Linked DNA regions of Mus musculus: regions 1 and 2 are each linked to region 3. A link is a contact called in public promoter capture Hi-C data. All regions are on one chromosome and are shown on one strand. The core of a region is the stretch at or near the end of the contact, and the rest is flanking DNA. Distances in the headings are between cores, read along the strand shown.

The links. Promoter capture Hi-C pulls out the DNA fragments that hold promoters and counts their contacts.
Region 1: a promoter capture Hi-C map of liver shows a contact between it and region 3, with 4 times the contacts expected there. The contact joins the enhancer-like site here to the promoter of Lppos in region 3. A contact is called at or near these places in 7 of 39 promoter capture datasets (the 3T3-L1 cell line, the C10 cell line, liver and 2 more), 1 of 15 datasets of contacts at CTCF or cohesin (pro-B cells), 21 of 484 Hi-C or Micro-C datasets (the 3T3-L1 cell line, B cells, the BV-2 cell line and 13 more), 12 of 115 datasets of contacts at active chromatin or transcription factors (the 230-238 cell line, CD8 T cells, bone marrow-derived dendritic cells and 8 more) and 2 of 9 other capture datasets (liver and macrophages).
Region 2: a contact with region 3 is called in a promoter capture Hi-C map of liver, with 4 times the contacts expected there. The contact joins the enhancer-like site here to the promoter of Lppos in region 3. A contact is called at or near these places in 8 of 39 promoter capture datasets (3T3-L1-derived adipocytes, the C10 cell line, cranial neural crest and 4 more), 11 of 484 Hi-C or Micro-C datasets (B cells, the C10 cell line, CD4 T cells and 6 more), 7 of 115 datasets of contacts at active chromatin or transcription factors (the 230-238 cell line, CD8 T cells, bone marrow-derived macrophages and 3 more) and 2 of 9 other capture datasets (adipose tissue and liver).

Annotation. Positions count from the first base shown.
Region 1 is chr16:24,620,891-24,624,684 of GRCm38.p6, reverse strand. All of the region lies in intron 5 of Lpp (LIM domain containing preferred translocation partner in lipoma), which reads right to left. Among named protein-coding and RNA genes, the nearest start is that of Mir28a, 210 kb to the left of the region's middle. Within about 2 kb of position 1,929, at least 15 of the 459 cell types and tissues checked have an H3K27ac peak or open chromatin away from gene starts, as enhancers often do. A contact at or near this core is called in liver, where this site is marked.
Region 2 is chr16:24,640,197-24,643,609 of GRCm38.p6, reverse strand. The region is part of intron 5 of Lpp (LIM domain containing preferred translocation partner in lipoma); the gene reads right to left. Among named protein-coding and RNA genes, the nearest start is that of Mir28a, 190 kb to the left of the region's middle. Within about 2 kb of position 2,064, at least 25 of the 459 cell types and tissues checked have an H3K27ac peak or open chromatin away from gene starts, as enhancers often do. A contact at or near this core is called in B cells, CD8 T cells, Th1 cells and 3 more, where this site is marked.
Region 3 is chr16:24,391,885-24,395,624 of GRCm38.p6, reverse strand. It overlaps Lppos (LIM domain containing preferred translocation partner in lipoma, opposite strand), which reads left to right and starts at 1,970. Exons shown (of 2, transcript NR_037954.1): 1 at 1,970-2,271; 2 at 2,518-3,069. It overlaps Lpp (LIM domain containing preferred translocation partner in lipoma), which reads right to left and starts at 2,275. Exons shown (of 13, transcript NM_178665.5): 1 at 2,021-2,275.

The DNA.
Region 1 (3,794 bases), core at 680-3,179, 230 kb before region 3:
GTCTGCGGCATTGAAGACTGAACTTGAGCATTTTCAGACTTTCAGAATATTTTTCTTTCTACTTCCCTAGCTGAATGGCTCAGTTTGAGTAATTTTCTCTTTCTCCTGGGGTTGGTTGCTAAGAGACACTCTTATTACTTCTCTTTCTCTTATGACCGGATTACTGTGATCAGCAAAGACAGCGTGCAGGCAACATCCTGACATGGTTCAGACAAGATCGCAGGGCCTCTTATACAATGATGGACTTTTTTAACCCTCTCACTGCTGCAGATCAGTATTCCCTGAGCTCCTTTGCACATGGAGTCAAAGGATTTATCCTCCTTTAAGGGAGGGGCTATGGCGGTTGCCCAGTACCCATTCCTGCAGCAGCTGATACACTGCAATGTACTTCTTTAAGAGTTCTGAGTTACCTATTAAGACAATAGTTCCTTACATCATTTGTGGGAAAGTTCTGAATTCATCTCTCCATCTTGGATAAGGTCTCTTAAGATCCTTCTTGGTCAGGCTTTAATTTCTTATTCCTTTACTACTATAAAGAGCCAGGCAAAGATTACATTTTTCTGTTTCCAATCCTAACCAGCTCAGGGCAGAAAACATGAAAAACCCATGTGTTTGCTCAATGTGTGTACAACTAAGTGTTGGGCTTCAGTTCCCTTCCCTGAGTCTCCTATTCAGCTTGCCCACCCATTTACCCCAGTGGTTAAAGCTTCAGGAAGAGTTAGGAGTTTCTTACAAAAGGAGACCTCTGAACAGACCAAGAAATCAAGGAGAAGACAGTAAAATATATAAGATACGAGTAAAGATTCTCAAGGGGGATCATTGCTATCCTGGATTGATATTTCCTTCAGACAGCTGGAAAGATGCAACCATTTAATCTACTTTTCTATCAATTCCTCCATCGAAGAGTCAACCTGGGATTTTTTTATTGGGCTCTCAAGATGGGCCCTGGAGGTAGAAGCACAAAGCTTGTTGACCTGAATGTAATCAACAAAACCAAAGCATCAAAGAGAACTGAATTCCATGAGTTATAAAGACACACAGAAACACATTCAAAGGCATGAGCATGCAAGAGCACATACACATACAAACACATACACACGCATACACACACACATACACACACACACATACACACATACATACACACACATACACACACACACATACACACACACATACACACACATACACACACATATACACACATACACACACATATACACACATACACACATACACACACATACACACACATACACACACACATACACACACACATACACACACACACACATACACACACACACAGTTACAACATTTCTAAACAATAGACATTTTCAGTTACCTTTTCTACATTCAAAGCTTCAAAGCAAGCTCACATAGGATAATCTATAACATCTTTACAAAGACAGCAGGCTGACAGTTTCCGTCACCATCACTGTGAGCTTTTATTACTCAAATTCCATTCATTCCTTTAAGGTTTTAATTTTTATCAAAATTGAAGTTGTCCTGGCTGGGTTCCACTCTGACACACTTTCAAAAACAAATTTGTTCCCTTCCAATTTTGATATCTATCTACCTATAGCCACACAGTTATCCATAGTTCAGTGTGTGCACACTCAACAAAAAAATTCTTACACAGACTTTACAAGTCGGAACATTAGACTATGGAACTGGCATTTAGACATAGCTGTACTCAAATCAAAGTCTCCATTTTTTTTTGTAAGCCACAAGACCTTGGATAGCTTGTTTATTATCTGTCTGAGTTTCAATTTAATTTGTTTCAAAACAAAAAATGTTAGTGCCAAGCTGTAATAATGCTATAAAAAGGATATAACAAGAAACCGGAACATGCTTAATGAGATCTCACTAGTAAACTAGATACACTTAAGCATGTGAACATACACTGTGCAAAGACTTTGGAGAAAGAACAAGTAAAACATTAACCCATGGGACTGCTGACAGGGAACACAGAGTAGACATCCAAAGGTCAATTTTATAACATAACTAAATTTGTGTTTTGTGGAAACAATTTGATTCCATGTCTTTCAGGAGTAAACCATTGTCAAACAATTGCTGAAAGTGAATAGCACCATCCTACAGTTTAGATCTGGATGGAAATGAAGCTGAGTTGTTCTGTCACACTGTTTTGACAACTGAGAAAACTAGCCCATTGTTTGGTAACTATTGTGATTACTGGTGTGTTTTGTCCATTTTCACACATTTCCACAACCTCCCTGATGTCCTGTTAACCCTATCTGGCTGCATGCCACCTTCTAGTCAGTGTTACTAAGACAAAACATCAGCATTAAGCCTGGTAGATCTTTCCCACCCACAGTCTTTTATACTGAGCATGCATGAAGACGATCTAGGAGTGCTGTTCAGAACAAAGCCAAACTTGAAAAGGCTCTAAGTAGTTAGGAGAAACCATTATTCTTCAAAGAGTGGGAAAAGCAGTGGTAGTAAGGGTGGTCTGATGCCACCTGCATGGTACCCATCATTCTCCAAGTCTCCATCCTCCCCTGGGGCTCCAGCTTTATTCTCCTTCCACTTCCAAAACCACTTCCACTTAATGGCATGATAATATGTGCCAAATTCGTTGTACAAAAGAATGAAGATTCTCTATAGTCACCAGACAGAGACTTAGCCAAGATTTGGACCTGGTCTCAGCTAGACCATGTTGAAGGATAAGACAACATGATGGCAGATGGCAATTTCACTATAAAACTAGTAATGTTTATATATGGATTAATTCAACCCAGAGAAATGTGATCAGAAAACAACAACAACAACAACAAAAAGCTTTAAATTTACCATTAGCAAAAGATTTCTCAGAAGAGTCCTCTATTTAATGGAATTATGTCTGCAGATCTATGAAATAATAAAATTATTAAGAAGCTAAGAGACCTGGTGTGTGTGTGTGTGTGTGTGTGTGTGTGTGTGTGTGTGTGTTTCAAATTATGCAATGGATGGAACACATAAAAATCTATATCAAAAATCTGAATCCAGGGCATGCTAAGAGAGAAGACCAACATTGTCAAGCACACTGTAAAAGCATCTTTACTTGATCAAACTTGTGCTTAAACATCAGGCTTTGAGTTATGTGTCTGTTCCCATAGGTTGCTTCAGAGACTTTCCTACATTTTAGGAAGGAGTCCTCATCATGCGTCTACTCCAGGTGTTTATGGATGGGAAATGCTCCAAACACACACCAAAGACCAAAGCAGCAAAGGGTCAGAGAGCAACAGCTACTGCTGCCTCTGTACTGAGATCATGCAAGCTTCCAAAGACATGATCACTTTTCCAGCCAGCCTGTGGATTTGGTCCTCTATACACAAGTCCCGATGCTGTGTAACTATGATAGGAACATTACAAGTGACTGATACAGACAGAGGAGAGACATAATTATCCTATTTTCATAAAAAGAAAAAGGAAATATCAAAGTACTAAGAGATATCTGAACTGGCAAACAAGATAACCTAGGTCAAAGGTTGAACAACCTAAAACTTAACAAGCAGCCCTGTGAGCGCTTGCTTGAACCTTTAGTCTAGGGAAGCCCAAAAGAGTCCAAGTTCATTGCCTCATGTAAGCAGGGGTACTGGAAGGAGTCAAGGGGCTGGGAGACTGGGATGTAAAGTAACTAAATAAATATTTTTAAATGAGTTTATAGACTGTAACTCTGTTGGTAAAAGTGAAATGTGGGATGGATCATTGAATAAATGTAGTATGAAGGAAACATGTCATGGTGACAATACTGGTGATAATAAAGTATTTCAAGTTGAAGATGCATACCT
Region 2 (3,413 bases), core at 815-3,314, 250 kb before region 3:
TATATTACCTAGACAAACCTGAACTGGATTATCTGTTTGTTTATTAGATTATGGCTTTAGGCTCATTGTTTCCTGCTAAGAGCCCTTGACATGAGCCGATACACACATTCCTTGGAAGGAAGGCTTTGTGGTTGTATTTTATGGTGCTTAGGCTCTTGAAAAGACTTGTGAATGCAGTCACCCCAGAGGATTAAATCTCTGGGGCCACCTCATTGGGAGGATCCAGTTCATTTCACACAGCCTCAAATAGGACATATGAGCTTTTTGCACCCAACACCAACTTATTCCCTGTGGAATTTCTCATAGTAACCCTCACCCGCTGATCTTGGTCACCACCCAAACACCAGATCCTGGGTGCCAATAAATTGGAAATCAAAGCAAGGTAAATTGGAAGTGAAAGTCAACTAGGTTTCACTTCTGTCTGGCCACCCAAAGGGGAGAAACGCTGTCCTGGCATTTCTGTCAAACCATCAGGCAAAATCGTTCTCCCAAAAATAAATACCAGAGTGTATCAACCACAGCTTCTGACTCTATATAACAAACAAACAAACAAACAAACAAATGATGTCATTCATTTACCATCTACTTACTTTGTTGATCTCTTCATTTTAATAGGAAAGCTTTTGTTCGTATGCCTCAGACTGGATTGGAACGAGGCTATGATATAGAAATCTTCTGAGGACAGGGGTCTTAACATTCTAGGATTCCCAACAACTTCTCATCCCAAGCCAGCAGGGGCATAAACATGAGAAGGACACATTTCTAGAAACAGCACTCCTGACAAAGCTCTCAAACACCTGTGGCCTTTGTTTCTCTGATATTCTAGGGATTGGGCGGTGTTGTACTCTTAATCCTCTCGGTTATAAAACAAGTCTAAGTGTTGATCTTCTGTGCCAGCGAGGATTTATCCTACAGAGTTTTCTGTTTTGTTTTGGTTTTTGGTGCCTACGTTAAAAAAAAAAACAAAAAACAAAAAACGAAAGTATCTTGAAAACAAAGTATCTCAGTATCTTATTGATTACCAATACAGGCCAATATTGTTTGAACTAAGCTTAGAGAAAGCAGTAAGACACACCTGAAGACTGGTTCCTCCAGTTCCCTAACTGTCCTCTATGGAGTCCATTCTATCGCCACTGGACAATACAAATTTGTTTTAAATGGGATGTTCTAAACAGCCCAGCATGCGATGAGCATGGGAGTCATCGCCTAAAACACAGAGAGTCGATGGAACTAATTGTAAATTCTACTTCATGTTAATTCATATAAATTAGATATAAACTAAAACTCAAAATCATGACTAGCAGCTAGCATATCACATGTCAGGGAATTATCTCTACTACATAAAGAAGATGACTCATTCCATTTTCCAAGGACAAAATTCATGTTTGGAAAGTATGAAACTCAACCCGTTTTTTGTCAAAATTTCAGTATCAGAGAGTATATAGAAGAAACCCCCAAGGCATGAGCAGATTCACAGATTTCTCATCATTTGAATAAGGAGATGCCAATAGGGAAAATAATCAGGTTTTACATATTCCCAACACCTCAACTCAGATACTGGGTTAAAGGTACTCACAAGTGAGGGCCAGGAACTAGGAAAGGGAATTATTACACAGGGAAACACTGTTTTATGTTTTGTTTTGTTTTGTTTTGTTTTTGTGTGTTGTTGTTATTTAGAAAAAAAAGGGCAGTGCTACAGAAAGCCCCGAGTGTTAGTGCTACCCTGCCAAGGATGTTTCATGAGGACATTCTGGGGAGCAAGTGGCTGACATGGCTTCTCAGGGGAGTTTATTACTGATGAGGCCATATGTTAAGGTTCCACAGTCCGCATTACCAAACAGCAGGGGCAGAGGAGCAGTGTCTCTATTCTGAACACAGGTAGGGCCACAGAACACACTAATACCCCCGAGGAGGCAGGGACCCAGCACAGTGAGGCATAGCAGAAAGTGAGGCTCTTCACTAGTAAAGAAACTGCAGGGAAGGCAGGGCAAATGCAACCGGAAAGGTTAAGAGTTATGCAGGCATAGCAGGTGTGAGGGGAACAGACGTACAGTGAACACACAGGAAGAGAGGCAGTGTGAGCTACTGAGTCAGCACATGGCACACGGGAAGTCATTTCAAATCCACTTAGACCTTCAACCTCCATCAACAGATTAATAACTTCAAAGCAAATTGAAATGAACTTGATTATACTTGCAAATTACAGCAAAATTAAAAGACACCCCAAATGTAAAGGTAACACTAGTATATATGCGCATAATACATAAAATTCAAAAACGCTAACAGAATCACACACACTCACACACACACACAGACACACACACACACACACAAAGTTAATGCTGTTTGGATAAGATGTGAGTTACCTGATTAGGCAATTGTTTGTTTTAAAAAAAAAAAAATCCTATCATGGGACAAGGGAAAATAAAGCCAGAATTGTGACATGCCAACTAATTCACTCTGTGTGCAGAAAGTCACTTCATCAAGCTGCTGCAATGAAACTGCCACCCATCTCTTCAGCAGCAGCTCCTTGACACAAGCAAAGGAGACGTGAGTATGAGAGAGAACCGTGAGAAACTGGCACCTAATACAGAACAGGGACACATAACCAGGGATCTCTTTAGCTTACAAGGAGATCCATGCAACAGAACACCCATGCATCTGATCAGAGGACCCAAGTAAGCCAGGGTTATGGATCTATTAGGAACAACTGGGTGTAAGGATCTAGAATCAGGCTTAATGGGAAATGTCATCTCATTTCCGGTGGTCTGTTAGGCAGATAAGCCCTTTGGACAAATATTTTAAGGTTTTCCCTTATCATGGTGCCATCATCTGAGTGGGAAATGTCTCCACAGAATCATTCTTGAACCCTTTGCTTCACTTTATCGGGATTTTGAAGCTATAGAGCTGTGAGGAACTGAGACCTGACTGATGGAAGACATGGTTATGTTCTACCTCTGTGCGCCTCGTGGTCAGCAACATGGAAAGGCCTGTATCCCATGATGCACAGCCACAGGCTGAGCTGCCCCACTATGCCTTCCCAGCCCTAAAGAATGGCAAGCCTCCCTGGGATGCTATGAGTCAAGTTGTTACAAAAAGTGGTCACAATGACACAGGAGGAACTAAAAGCATACTTCTACAAAAGCCTGGGAAACTCAGCGCCGTGTGAGCAGGGAAAGTGGGGACCCACATTAACTCTTCTTGCTTCCCCAAGTGGATCACTGAGAACACCCTTGCTCAGGAAGCTTTTATGAAGATGTAATGAGACCACAGCAATCAATGCTATGCTATGCTATGCTATGCTATGCTATGCTATGCTATGCTATGCTATGTACTGTCTGTCTGCTCTCTGCCTCTATATTAGAAACACCTCACTTGGGTTTCCTCATTCTAAGAATATAAACTTCTGCCTC
Region 3 (3,740 bases), core at 721-3,220:
TCTCGATGCCAACTCTCTAAATCATGTTCCTGCCTGCTCAAAACCCTCAAAAGTCATATGCAAACTAGATGGCCCGACATTCCTAAAGCCTTTCAGAATCATGTCTCTTCTCCCACTCTGGAAATGTCTACCTTTCTCAGAGGAATCACCTCCTCGCACAAGAGACTGTCCCTCCACAAAGGGTGCTACTCAGTCCTAGGCCTAATAACCAAGTCAGGAACTTGGCTTCCTCTCCCACTGCCTATGCCCAACTCCAAGGCCAGAGCTGCATACAAGGAATTGCAGGAGGTGGTGTTGGGAAAGAGAGGAAGGAGGGAGTTCAAGATAGGCAAGACAAGGCATTGCCCAAGCTCAGGACCCGGGTGTGTCCCCCTACCCTTCACATAGCTAATCCTCAATAGATTGTATTCTGGATTCCACAGGCTACCTTCCAAAGATTACATACAAGATACACAGTTTCCTCTTTAAGTGCCCCTTGGCATTGGCAAGGACACCAGGAGACTCCTGGGAAAGCAAGATTCTTACTGGGTTTCTGCACCAACATCCCCCACCCCACCTCAATCCAGCAGTGAATATGGGGCTAGCAATTCAACTTCTGTGGACCGGGGTCTACTTCCTGTTTGTAAAACTGAGAAAGGGTCCCGCTGGGAGAGGTTGACACACTCTACAGTAGCCCTGTACACTTTCCCTCTTCCCCTAAAGCTTGTCTGAAAACTCGCTTGTGCCGGGAATAGTGAAAACAGTGAACCATTAAGTCACTAACATCTTTGAGAAAAAGTTTTACTGCAGAGGCAAGTTTGCAAAGGGAGTGTATAGAAACAGGAGAGTCCCAGAAAGGATCCGCGGAGAGCTCTTGCCAGGCCTTCCTTGTGGGGGAGGGGAAGCAGTGGACCCCCTTCCTAAAGAGAAAGAAGGCCAGAAACAGTTTACACTGCCCTGTCCAAGTACCCAAGCCACAACTCCACTGACACGGTCTCCTGTCATACTCCCACCCCAAGCCACGAACACAATTCCACCCACGCCCACTCCCCACCCTTATTTAGCCTTCTCTGGTCTGCAGCTGCCTCCCTGACACGAAAGGCCTCGCCTTTTTTACTTAAGAAAACTCCCTATCCTTCAAAGGAGTCAATCACAGGCCCCTCTGGGATTTCGGGTCCGGCCATGGAGGCCAAAATAAGAAAAGTCCTTCCGCGAACTCCCATAAAAAAACCTGATCTTTGCGTTCTCTCCAGGATTTGGCCCTTCCTACTTTGAGTCAGGTTAGGCTCCTGCGTTCCAGTGAGCGCTCCCAGAGGGCAAAGTTTGGCCTCTGTAACCTACAGTGCTTAAAAGCAGTGGAGACTCCACAACCGCTTACAAAAAGATAAATTAATTAATAAATTTTTTAAAAAATTTTAAAAAGGCAGCAGGGGAGCAGAGGTCCGGAGCCACCGATCTTAACCTGGCTCCACCTTCCAGGGATGACTTCCAGGAAAGCCTGCCTCTCTTTGCCTCGCCTGCCCTGACTGTAAAATGGGAAGACTCCGAGTCACTGGGTCCCTAGGCCCTTTCCGCGGTGACAACTGGGATTCCACGAAAGCTCGAAGCCACCGGGCGCGGCCCCGCCCCCTGGGCACCCAGAAAGGCCCGGGCCGGGGGCGCGCTGGGGACTCCCGCATCCGCCCCTCCCCCACGGCGTGCACCCCCGCTTCCCGGCCGGGGACCCGCACTTCCGCGGCGGGCGGGGCGGAGCAGGGCGCCCCGCGCTCCCCACCACCCTCAGCGGCCCGTCCCCCGGGGGGTCGGGGGGTCGAGCGGCGCCCGCGGGCCGAGGCTGCGGGAGGAAGCCTTCGCTACGATACCTGGGGGAGGAGGTGGACCGGGCAGCGGCGGCCGCGACGGCTGGAGGCGGAGGCTCGGGCGGAGGAGGAGGTGCCGGGCACTCCCCCTCCCATTGTCCCGGCCCGGCCCGCGGCCCGCAGCGGCCCGCTCCGCCCGGCCCGCGTCCTCCCCGGTGCCCGGCCCCGCTGCCGGCCCTTACCTTGCAGCGGCCGGCTCTCCCCCGCCGCTAACGCTACTTATCCCGGGAAAGCTCGAGCGGGCCCCGGGAGCGAACCCACAGACAAAAAGTGAAACTTCAGCAGCAGGCCGGGAGTGGCTGCTGGTTGGTGCTCTCCCCCTCCTTCCTCCCCACCCCCTCCCCGCGGTCTCCCGTGCGGTGCCCTGAGCGCTGGAGGCTGACGTCAGGGGCCTGAATTCCTGACTTTGCCTGCACGCATTTGTCCATGTAAGGTATGGGGAGGCGTGTGCCCGCGGGCCGCCGCACTAGCCGGACGGGGAGGGGGCGCGGGGGGCAGCGGCGGCTCGAGGTGGGTGACCCTGGGCAATGCACTTCCTGGAGGAGGGGACGCGGGGGGAGGAGGGGGTACAGGGAGCATGGGAAGAGGAAGGAAAAGAGGGATCTGCCTCCACTGGAGGAAGAGGAAGGAGATGCAGGAGGAAGTCGAGAAACCGGCACAACTCGGGTCTGTTCTGCAGACGACAGATTGGAAAGCTGAGCTTGAGCAAAGAGATCCTGCCATGGAACACCCCACCCCCCACCCTAAGAGCCTCGTCGGAGCCCCGCCCAGGACTCCAGCAGGACTCAGAAGTCCGGGATGGTAGAGAGCAACTTCAGTTCCCTTCGCACAGGAGAGCTCCGAAGCTGGGACCTGACCCAGTCCTGCCCCGTGGAGAGGAGCCAGTATTCTACTCTTAGCTGGGTTTCCGCCTCCAGGCACGACCCGGCCTCTAACTGTGAGCTTAGACCCAAGTTAGAGCTAGGCAGATGACTTGACCCACTGAAGTGACTAACCCCAGTTCCTGGAAGGTTGTGGTTGACAAGCCTTGAGAAACAATGGCAATCGAGTGCTTCAGGGCAACTTCCTGTCCTTTGTTCAAAGACAAGAACCTTTGGAGTTTAACTTTTGCTTCCCAACCCTGCCCTGCCGGAAAACCAACCAGAAAGCTTGCTCTGTTCTTACAGCTTAAAAAAAGAAAATACACGAACTGGGTGAACTGGTTTGAATAAAGACAAGCCTGTTCTTGGAAGGTTGGGTTTGGATATTTTGTGTTTGATATTTGTAAAAGTGAGCAACGATGAGAACCCCTTTTACTAGGTTAAGATTCCGGCTAGGAGACACTGGAAGCCCTCTGGCCCTCAGTAGTGAACGCTTTTCATCCCGGCACAAGAGAGGTTTACATAGACACTGTCACAAACTAACCAAAAACACAGATTTGGGTGTGGGTGTGTGGGTGGGGGTGTGGGTGTTTCTATCCTGTATCCTTTGCTTTACCCCAGTCTCCCAAACAACTTCAACCCATGCTAATAACACAACCACCCATTCTGGTCTTTGATTGGGTTGGGTAGGATCTAAGGAAAATACCATAACATGACCTGCACAACACAGCTGTCTGAGCATGCCCCTGACCTTCCCACTCTCAAGCCACCTTCCACCACCGTGGGCCCTCACCTTCTACAGCCTAACTCAGTCATGCAGACAGAAAAAGTACACCAGGGACTTCAGGGGTGGGGACGCTCCAACGTGCCTCTTCTCCGGTTATATTTTGATGAACCTTTCGGACTAAGTGTCAAAGTACGTACTCCTGTACTTAACATGTATTGAACATTTCTCCGGCAGTCTTCAAAATTCAAACACTTCTGGGGCCAAACTGCTTAACCCCTTTGCCCTCCCAAGTTTTCCAGCTACACACACTCAAAA